2 separate regions of the Ovis aries genome follow, and region 1 is linked to region 2. Evidence: chromatin contacts called from public Hi-C data. All regions are on one chromosome and are shown on one strand. The core of a region is the stretch at or near the end of the contact, and the rest is flanking DNA. Distances in the headings are between cores, read along the strand shown.

Region 1 (4,540 bases), core at 35-2,534, 1.1 Mb before region 2:
ATCTGGTCCCATCACTTCATGGGAAATAGATGGGGAAACAGTGGAAACAGTGTCAGACTTTATCTTGGGCTCCAAAATCACTGCAGATGGTGATGGGAGCCATGAAATTAAAAGACGCTTACTCCTTGGAAGGAAAGTTATGAGCAACCTTGATAGCATATTCAAAAGCAGAGACATTACTTTGCCGACTAAGGTCTGGCTAGTCAAGGCTATGGTCTTTCCAGTAGTTATGTATGGATGTGAGAGTCGGACTGTGAAGAAGGCTGAGTGCTGAAGAATTGATGAGTTTGAACTGTGGTGTTGGAGAAGACTCTTGAGAGTCCCTTGGACTGCAAGGAGATCCAACCAGTCCATTCTGAAGAAGATCAGCCCTGGGATTTCTTTGGAAGGAATGATGCTAAAGCTGAAACTCCAGTACTTTGGCCACCTCATGCAAAGAGTTGACTCATTGGAGAAGACTTTGATGCTTGGAGGGATTGGGGGCAGAGGGGAAGGGGATGACCGAGGATGGCTGGATGGCATCACTGACTCTATGGACGCGACTCTGAGTGAACTCCGGGAGTTGGTGATGGACAGGGAGGCCTGGCGTGCTGCGATTCATGGAGTGGCAAAGAGTTGGACACGACTGAGCGACTGAACTGACTGATAGTACTGTGCAATTTCATGTCAGGGCATCACGAGCTCATGCCTGAGTCCCCTGTGTATTTGCTCAAGTGCCAGGGACACTGGTGCTGCTGCTGTGATGGCGTCTGTGATGGCATTACTGACGGGAATGGGGTGGGGATGATTCTGGTGACATGAGTGATGGTGTTGATGATGGGGATGGTGAAGGGTTGGTTAGGCCCTTTGACCTCAGCCTACTTTACAAAACAACACCCATGAGCAGAGAAGTCCAGCTGTCCATGTACACATCAAAAGGAGGAGTCTAACCTTAGGATTTCCTAAGGAAGGTAGACTCGGTGTTTAGCTACATGTCCTAAATAAGCATGCTCTCCAAAATAAAAAAAATAGCTGTGACCACTTAAAATTGCTTTGCAGTTGTGTCACTAACTCTGCTTTTTCATGTTCTCTCCTCCCACTGCAAAGTGCATTCCCTGGAAGATAAGAGGGACTAACTCTTATAAACTCTCAAGAGGAATTTCTCTGTGATCTTGTTCCAGACTGGGAAAGCATCTTCCAAGAAGCGCATTTGGGTGTATCTGTGCAGGCCCCACGGCCTGTCGCTGGTGTGCGCTCCTCTCTGGAGGATCCGTAGACAGCACAGAGCCTGATACTGGGCTCAGCTCCCAGGAGACAATAGGGTCTTTGTGTGCATTCTGTTGCTAAACCCACTGTTGCTGTTGTGTCTTTCCTTACTGTTCCCCTTGCTCTGATTTCATCTTTCAATTTATTCTTTTAAAGTCCATGAATTTTTATATATCTCTTCTTGCAAAGGACAAAGACTATTTGAATAACAACGGGAGGGAACCTAAATTCAGTGTCAGAATGAAGACAGAGGGACAAGCTGGGAGCAGCCTGGTCCCCTTCCATATGGAGAGGCTGTCAGGTGGCATGTCAGCCCTCATCAGCCACCCCTGCCCCAACAGTTCATCTTTGCTCCTGCAAAGGTAATGGCATCGATTCTGTGTCTGAACTTCCATGTAAAGTCAGCGATCCATGTGATCCATTCATAGGCCTTCCCCGGAGGCTGAGGTGGCTCTGTTCTTTGTTATGGGGGGCACCTCATGATGGCTACCCGGATCAATGATGGGGGCTCAGAGACCACCCCACCACAGACAATCCCCTCCTTCCAGTCATCCTGACCCCTCTTCCTCCTTGTCATAGTGCTAAGAGAGGACAGTCTTCTGCTGGATAGAAGTATTCTGAGTTTCAGAAAGTTCATATATAAAATACAAGGACTTGGGATAAACCCCTAACAGTTAGCCTTAATAAAAGAAAAGATTCCTCCCTCACCCACCCCACCCCCCGCTTTGGACACATGGACACGGACTTTTCCCCTAATTATGTCAGGTGCTATGTTTGAGAGCTCCAGTGCTCTTACTATTTCTGGAATTTAGACAGAGTCTGGCGGTCTGACAACCTGCTCTGACAGGTCCTAAGGGGCACAGATGGGAGCAGATGGGGTGTGCTGCTCAGAGGTGGGCGTTTTATATGGAAAATTGCAGACATATGTAGAAGCAGACAGAATTATAAGCCCCTGTTGTATTTATCAGCCAGCTCTCTGAATTTCCTGTTCACGGCTCACTTTGTTTCCTATGTGCCTGCTCCATCCTGAGTAAACCCCAAAGACGTGCCCTTTTGCCAGGAAGGCAAAGCGAAGCACCCATTGAACTAACCTGCCTGGTGCATTTACACCGAATCCAGAACAACTCTGCCCAGCATCCCATACCCGGGTATGGTGTGCACACAGCATAGCCCTGGTAACTGGAATTGTGGCCCCTGAGAAGATGGGGGATGGAAACTCACACACGTCTGCCTGCAGTGCCAGACACCCGGGGATGACAGGGACTGGGGGCAGGAGGAGTTGCTTGGTCTTGCCCACGGCTCTGTCCCGAATCGGTGCTGCACTGACCCTGAGTCACTGGGATGTCGCATTTCATCACCCAAAGTGCCCCCAACATTAGGCATCAACTTCAGAAACAGAACAGAACAAGATACCCCACCCTTCCCCTGGTTGCGGTCACCTACTGGGTGTCAATAACTGAGATGGAGGCAGGAAAGTCAGAGGAGAAAGCAGCCCAAAGGCAGCCCCACCTACTGGCTGCTGCCCTCCAGCATCACAGGGATCTGGGCCCACAGAGACCCTTGACGCCACAAGTGACGCCAGTCCCCCCAGAGGGACAAGAAGCCAAGGAAATAAGGCCCGCTGTTTGTGCCGTATGTAAACAAGAGGGACAATGGCAGGGAGAATGGACTCCCAAAGGGGGCGGTAATGGCTGCTCCCACCTCTGTGCTCAGACACACACAGTCCGCACAGAGGACAGTCTACACAGAGGAAGAAAGAGGGGCTGCCCGGGGCTCCTACACTGGTCCTCCACCTGAGTCCTGAGGAGCCACGGCCAGCACCGGACGTCGGGGGAGAAGCTGTGGACTTGCAGTCGACACGATGCCACTTACTCAGCTCTGAAGCAGGTCAGGTACCCTGGGTCACAAGAGTCGTCAAAGCGTGGGGTGTCAGCACAGGCATTCACAGTCATCAGAATGTAAGCTGGCTGAGCACACACTCACTGGCTGCCCCCCTCGCCATGTCCCCGGTGCCCTGGACCCCTGTAGGGGAGGAAACTCTCACATAAACTGGGGATTAGGACCCACCTAATGAGAGAAAACTGGAGACTGGTGTCCCATAGATGAAGCGCACAAGATGAGGAAACCCCGAGGGCTGACCCAGGGACGAGCCGGGGGAGCTGTAGAAGACAGTCCGGGATTGTCCCTGTAAAACCCGACGCCCCTGGCACAACAGGAAGCAGCACCTGCTCCATCAGGAGGTCTGCTGGGCATCAATCCTGTGATACGGGGCCCGATGGACCAGGGCCTTCCTAGACCAGGCCCATCAGCCTGTCGTACCCCGTCCTTCTGGGAAGGAGGCCCAGTGGGGAATACAGGATGGGGCAGGACCTCAGGGGAGACAGGGAGGCCCCCGAGGACACACGTTCTGTGTCCCTGATTCCTCATCCCGCTGGCCTCGCTGCTAGATCGTGCGATAGGTTTAAAGGATGCCTTCTTTTGTGTCCCGTCATCCTCCAAGTCACAAGAAATGTCTGCTTCTGTGTGCCAGGACCCCAAACACACAACCAGAACAATACATCCGGACAGTGCCGCTCCAGGCCTTCAGAGATGGGGGGAATCTCTGGGGAAACTTCAGCCGAAGACCTAGAAGACTGACATCTGGAGGAGGGAGCCTCCTCCAACATGAGATGACGTTCTGACTGCTGGTCCTACAAAGGAGGTCTCTGACAAAGCACTGTGACCGCCCTGACCACTGACTGATAGAGGACAGAAGGTGTCCAGGGAGAAGCCTCAAATATTACAACCGGGGCCCCAGGATGTCCGCCTGGGCTGCATTCTCACACAGGGTCAGGGAAGCGCACCCAGGAGAGGGAAGAAGCTGTCTGCAGCCCACCCCACACCCCAGAACTAGAGGACACCTTAGGGGTTTCCAGGGGTGGCTGGGTTTCCCCACATCTGGATCCCTAACTAAGGTCTAACAGCAAAGCCTCTACACGAAAAGCTGCAAGGAAAGGATGAGGACTATTTTAAGTGGAAGCCAGAATTCAAAGGGGCCTTGCTGCTAAGTCACTTCAGTCGTGTCCGACTCTGTGCGACCCTATAGACAGCAGCCCACCAGGTCCCCCCTGTCCCTGGGATTCTCCAGGCAAGAACACTGGAGTGGGTTGCCATTTCCTTCTCCAATGCGTGAAAGTGAAAAGTGAAAGTGAAGTCGCTCAGTCGTGTCCGACCCTCAGCGACCCATGGACTGCAGCCTTCCAGGCTTCTCCATCCATGGGATTTTCCAGGCAGGAGTACTGGAGTGGGCGACATT
Region 2 (4,768 bases), core at 1,428-3,927:
GCTGTGACACATTTTTATGTATCTCAATCCATAAATTAGAAAATCTGGCAACTTTTGAGTACAGGTCGACACTAAAAGAAAAAAGATAATAATTAATGAGCATTAATTGTTGTAGTTATTAATACTACTTGGTTCAAATTACTTTCTTGGTTCATACAATGAAAATCATCATCAGATTTTCTACTTGTTAGGTTTCTATTCATTTAAAAAGAAAAAAGGCTAGTTAAACTTGACCCAAAGGAAAGCATGTGATTCGCAAAACAGTGTAAATTTGGACATGAGGATAGATTATGAGACCTTTTAAATAATGCAGACCCTGCTCCCAAGAAGACTTTTGCCAGCATTTAATCCAGAAAAGTTTCTAATGAATAAGCATGGGGATAGTCCTGTCCTCAGGGATCATCACCAATTCAAAGAGATATTATAATAAAATTCCGGAAATTTCAAATAATGTTGTCAAGTTGTTATATATAGCTGTTCACCCAGAGTTCTCACAATGAAACCAGAGAGGTTCCTTATTTCCTTTATTTGGACAAAGATGGTAAAACCATGAAATGCTAAACCTTGGATGTCTCCAAAAGAACATGTGATTAAACCACTTACTTTTTATAAGAAAAAGGACATTCAGTTCTTACCTAAAAAACCTTCTGCTCAAAAGTTGCACACGCTGAAAACTGGATGGTCATTTTGCTGCAGTGTAATGGAAATTTTTAAAATAATAGTAACAAGCTGTCTGAGCCAGGCAAAGGGGAAAGTGCTTACTCATTTAATCTGTTTACTGATTTAATCTTACTTCTAAAATATGTATTCCAATAGAGAAACTTTGTCAAACTGAAACTTAAAGTTAAATGTGTAATGATCTGGGTAATTTGATTTTCAGATACTTTCAAAAGGAAACTGTATTTTTAAATCATGTTTAGAAGAGTCTCTGTAAAGTTTTCCAATCAGATATTTGATTGAAGTTTTATTTACCTTGTATTGTCTATAACACATTGAAAGTCATTTTTTCGTTAAACTATTATCCCCGTTTTAAATGGTTGATGGAAAGTAATACCTGCTGATGCTGCTGCTGCTGCTAAGTCGCTTCAGTCGTGTCCGACTCTGTGCGACCCCATAGACAGTAGCCCATCAGGCTCCCCTGTCCCTGGGATTCTCCAGGCAAGAACACTGGAGTGCGTTGCCATTTCCTTCTCCAATGCAGGAAACTGAAAAGTGAAAGGGAAGTGGCTCAGTCGTGTCCGACTCTTCGTGACCCCATGGACTGCAGCCCACTAGGCTTTTCCATCCAAGGGATTTGCCAGGCAAGAGTACTGGAGTGGGGTGCCATCACCTTCTCTGACCTGCTGATCAGTTCAGTTCAGTTCAGTCGCTCAGTCATGTCCGACTCTTTGCGATAAAAGGAAACAAATATGGACAGATCTTGTAGTATAGCCAGGTTCCCAGAAATTCTCTCTCTTCTCACCTTCTCAACAAAAATTTCTAATCTATAATTCCCAGTGTGAACCATTTATGGTCCTTTAGACAGTTTTCAAGCCACTTCACAATTTTAGCAAGAAGAAACAATGTAAATTACAAAATAAATTTTCAATATTTTAATGTCCATGATTGTCATGTCAGTTTTCTTTTTTGTTTTGGGGTCAAGTGATGATTCGGAGATGATTCAAAGCTTTTGAATGCAAGCTTTCATTACTTCTGTGAGTTAATAATGTAGCTTTATGTCAGCCTCCACTTCCTGAATAGCAGCGTAACTTTCATGAGAATTCTTGCTACAGAACCAAAGCCTGGTCTCCATGCTCATTCCTGTTACGGGATATTTGTTAATGCTGTAGGAAGTATCTTCTTAGTATAAACCAAATGTGTGAAATATCCCTCCCCCACTACTGCAGAAATAACCAGAGGCTGGAAAGACAGCATTTGATAAAACAACTTTGCTCGGTCACAGCTGGAAACAGAGATACTTTAGAAAATGGTGAAGAGGTTACAGGAGGATGGCAGGTTCTCCCTGAAAATGCCACTTCTCTGAAAATATAAATGTTCTTATAAGAGAGACAAGGAGATTCTACAGATAAACATCAGCTGAAAAATATTCTTGACTTCAGTGATCCCATATCCCACCCACCCATCCAGTTCCCTATCCAGGCGAACTGCAGTTATTAGGCTAAAACCACAGTTGGCTGAGTAGCAGAGTTGCCAAATCACAGTCTTGGACTCTGTAATACGACCAGAATTCCCATCAAAACTCTTGCCTTGAATCTTAACTTCAAGATTAAGAACCTCAGTCTCCCTGGCCTTAAACAGAGAAATTGGACCAGAAAGATCTAGAGTCCCTTTTAGTTCCAAAAGTCAGATATTACGTACAATAATCCTCTCACGACTCAAATACAATTATTACAACTTCTGAGATTTTAGTTTCAAATGTTGCTGTCAATAAAGTCATTACATTTTTTAGTGTATTAGGAACTAATAAGCAAGGAGAGAAAATGCCATTTTAGGTTGTTTTCGGAGCATTGCTTCTCCCTCATTATAAAACAGGCTGTTGCGCCCTCTGCTGGTATTTCTGAGGTTGCCTATCAGGTGACTGCATTAATTTTCCGTTTTAAGGATATCTGTGCTTTTTTCCCCCTGTTGTTCCCAATAGCTTTCAAAATTGTTTTCTGATCTCTATTTACAGTAAATAGAAATGCCAAGATAGCTATGCTGGTCTGGAAGTAAAGTTGTGAGCATTTAATGGTACATTTTCACGTTTCTCCAAAGAGGCTATTGTAAATAGCGCTTCAGTGAACACTGGGGTGCATGTAGTTTTTTAATTATGGATTTCTCCAGGTATAGGGCTTCCCTCCTAGCTCAGTTGGTAAAGAATCTACCTGCAATGCAGGTGACCCTGGTTTGATTCCTGGGTCGGGAAGATCCGCTGAAGAAGGGATAGGCTACCCACTCCAGCATTCTTGGGCTTCCCTTGTGGCTCAGCTGGTAAAGAATCCGCCTGCAATGCGGGAGACCTGGGTTTGATCCTGGGTTGGGAAGACCCCTTGGAGAAGGGAAAGGCTACCCACTCCAGTATTCTGGCCTGGAAGAATTCCATGGACTGTACAGCCCATGGGGTCACAAAGAGTCAGACACAACTGAGCAACTTTCACTTTCACACCCAGGAGTGGGACTGCTGGATCATACAGTAGCTCTGTTTTCAGTCTGTTAAAGAACCATCACACTGTTCTCCATAGTCACCGTACCAACTGACATTCCCACCAATAGCGCAGGAAGGGCTCCCTCTTCTCCACATCCTCTCAAGCATTTATTGTTTGGAGATTTTTTGAGATGCCTGGATTGAATTTGTTGATATAAATAAGTGGACCATTTGAACTCTACTTACCTAGTGTTCCAAATGAAGTCCCAGCCTCATTTCTGGACTTTCTTCAGGAAGCTAAAGGCTATAAAATAAAGTGGGTTCCGTGGCTACATAGCCTTACTCTGTTTCTTGCCACTTATAGAGTAAGAGGCCATTCCTAGAATGACACTATGAGTGTTACACACGCGTGTGCATCCACTGTGCCAAGGAAACTGAGGGAACACAGACAGCTCTGCAAGAGGAGTGACTGGATTCCGAGTCACGATGAATAAAGATTTGCTAATGAACAAAGAACAAAGAAAATATCTTCTGGGGGGGGGGATGCACTTTGGGTAGAATTAATCAAAGGAATAAATAAAGGAAACCTCCATTACTCACTACTTGAAAGTTCCTGAAATTATGTCTCTTTCAGGGTCTTTGAAGATGTTCTAATTAAGTTTCTAGAGAGGGAAGAATATTTGTCCCTTTTAATGTAAACAAAAAGGCAATTTCATGTCAGTGACATTTTTATGATTCTTGTACTCACAAAATTAACTGTATTCTTCCATCACTCTTCACAGAAGGCAGCGTGAAGGAAACTCTTCTAGAAAAGTCCCCCATTTAGGTGAATTTATAGAAACCACACAAGGACCTGCCCATTGCACACACCAAAGATGATATGATACACAAGAAGGCATCTTTAAATCCTGAAGTCTTGCTTTGAGTGGAGGACAGGATGGGTTCCAAATTTTATAAATGTTGTATAATCATATTGCAATGCTTGGAGTGAGCAGGCAGCTAATTACTGGAACCGCTGATAGCTAAGATGGGACTAAAAGAGCATGACATGCAAAACAAGACTGTTTTAAAATGAAATCCACATTTAGTTTAGTTCATAAGGGGCTGGTGCCATCACCGACATCCATGGCAGAGTTCTGCTGAAAGACTCAGGGGCTTCCACTAAATACCAGCCTCACTGCCCTGAACTCTCAGATCCATAACAGTCTGTGATTTAATCGCAACACAGATGAGGTAGGACCTACCCAGGAAATGCAGGCTTATTGTTTCATGTGCCTGTAAAACAGTGAGTGTCTGTCAGGTTATGCAGTTCAGATTGGTTGCATGATTAGGCCTGTGATCTGCTTTATTTTTTCCTTCATTCTCCCACCAGCCTCCTGCCTGGGCATAGTGGGCACTATGTCAACTGGAAAAAAAAAAAAAAATACATGACCTAAAAGTTGAGATACATGTTTTATTTGGCAAGCAAAGCTGAGGACTTAAGCCCCTGAAGCAGCCCTTCAGATAACTCTAAGGCAAGGGTACTCAACCTCTGGGATCTAATGCCTGATGATCTGAGATAGAGCTGATGTGATAATAACAGAAATAAAGTGCATGATACATGTGGGCTTTCCAGGTGGTGCTAGTGGTAAAGAACCTGCCTGC

Evidence for each region. Hi-C and Micro-C count contacts between places; a contact is called where the count stands out from the background.
Region 1: a Hi-C map of mixed tissues shows a contact between it and region 2, with 5 times the contacts expected there. The contact joins two enhancer-like sites. A contact is called at or near these places in 6 of 16 Hi-C or Micro-C datasets (hypothalamus, liver, mixed tissues and 2 more).

Annotation. Positions count from the first base shown.
Region 1 is chr13:44,627,160-44,631,699 of ARS-UI_Ramb_v3.0, reverse strand. No RefSeq gene overlaps it. Among named protein-coding and RNA genes, the nearest start is that of PITRM1, 44 kb to the left of the region's middle. Within about 2 kb of position 1,284, at least 11 of the 54 cell types and tissues checked have an H3K27ac peak or open chromatin away from gene starts, as enhancers often do.
Region 2 is chr13:43,513,125-43,517,892 of ARS-UI_Ramb_v3.0, reverse strand. It overlaps LOC121816268 (a long non-coding RNA gene), which reads right to left. Exons shown (of 4, transcript XR_006055788.2): 4 at 4,564-4,768. Among named protein-coding and RNA genes, the nearest start is that of AKR1E2, 28 kb to the right of the region's middle. Within about 2 kb of position 2,677, at least 4 of the 54 cell types and tissues checked have an H3K27ac peak or open chromatin away from gene starts, as enhancers often do.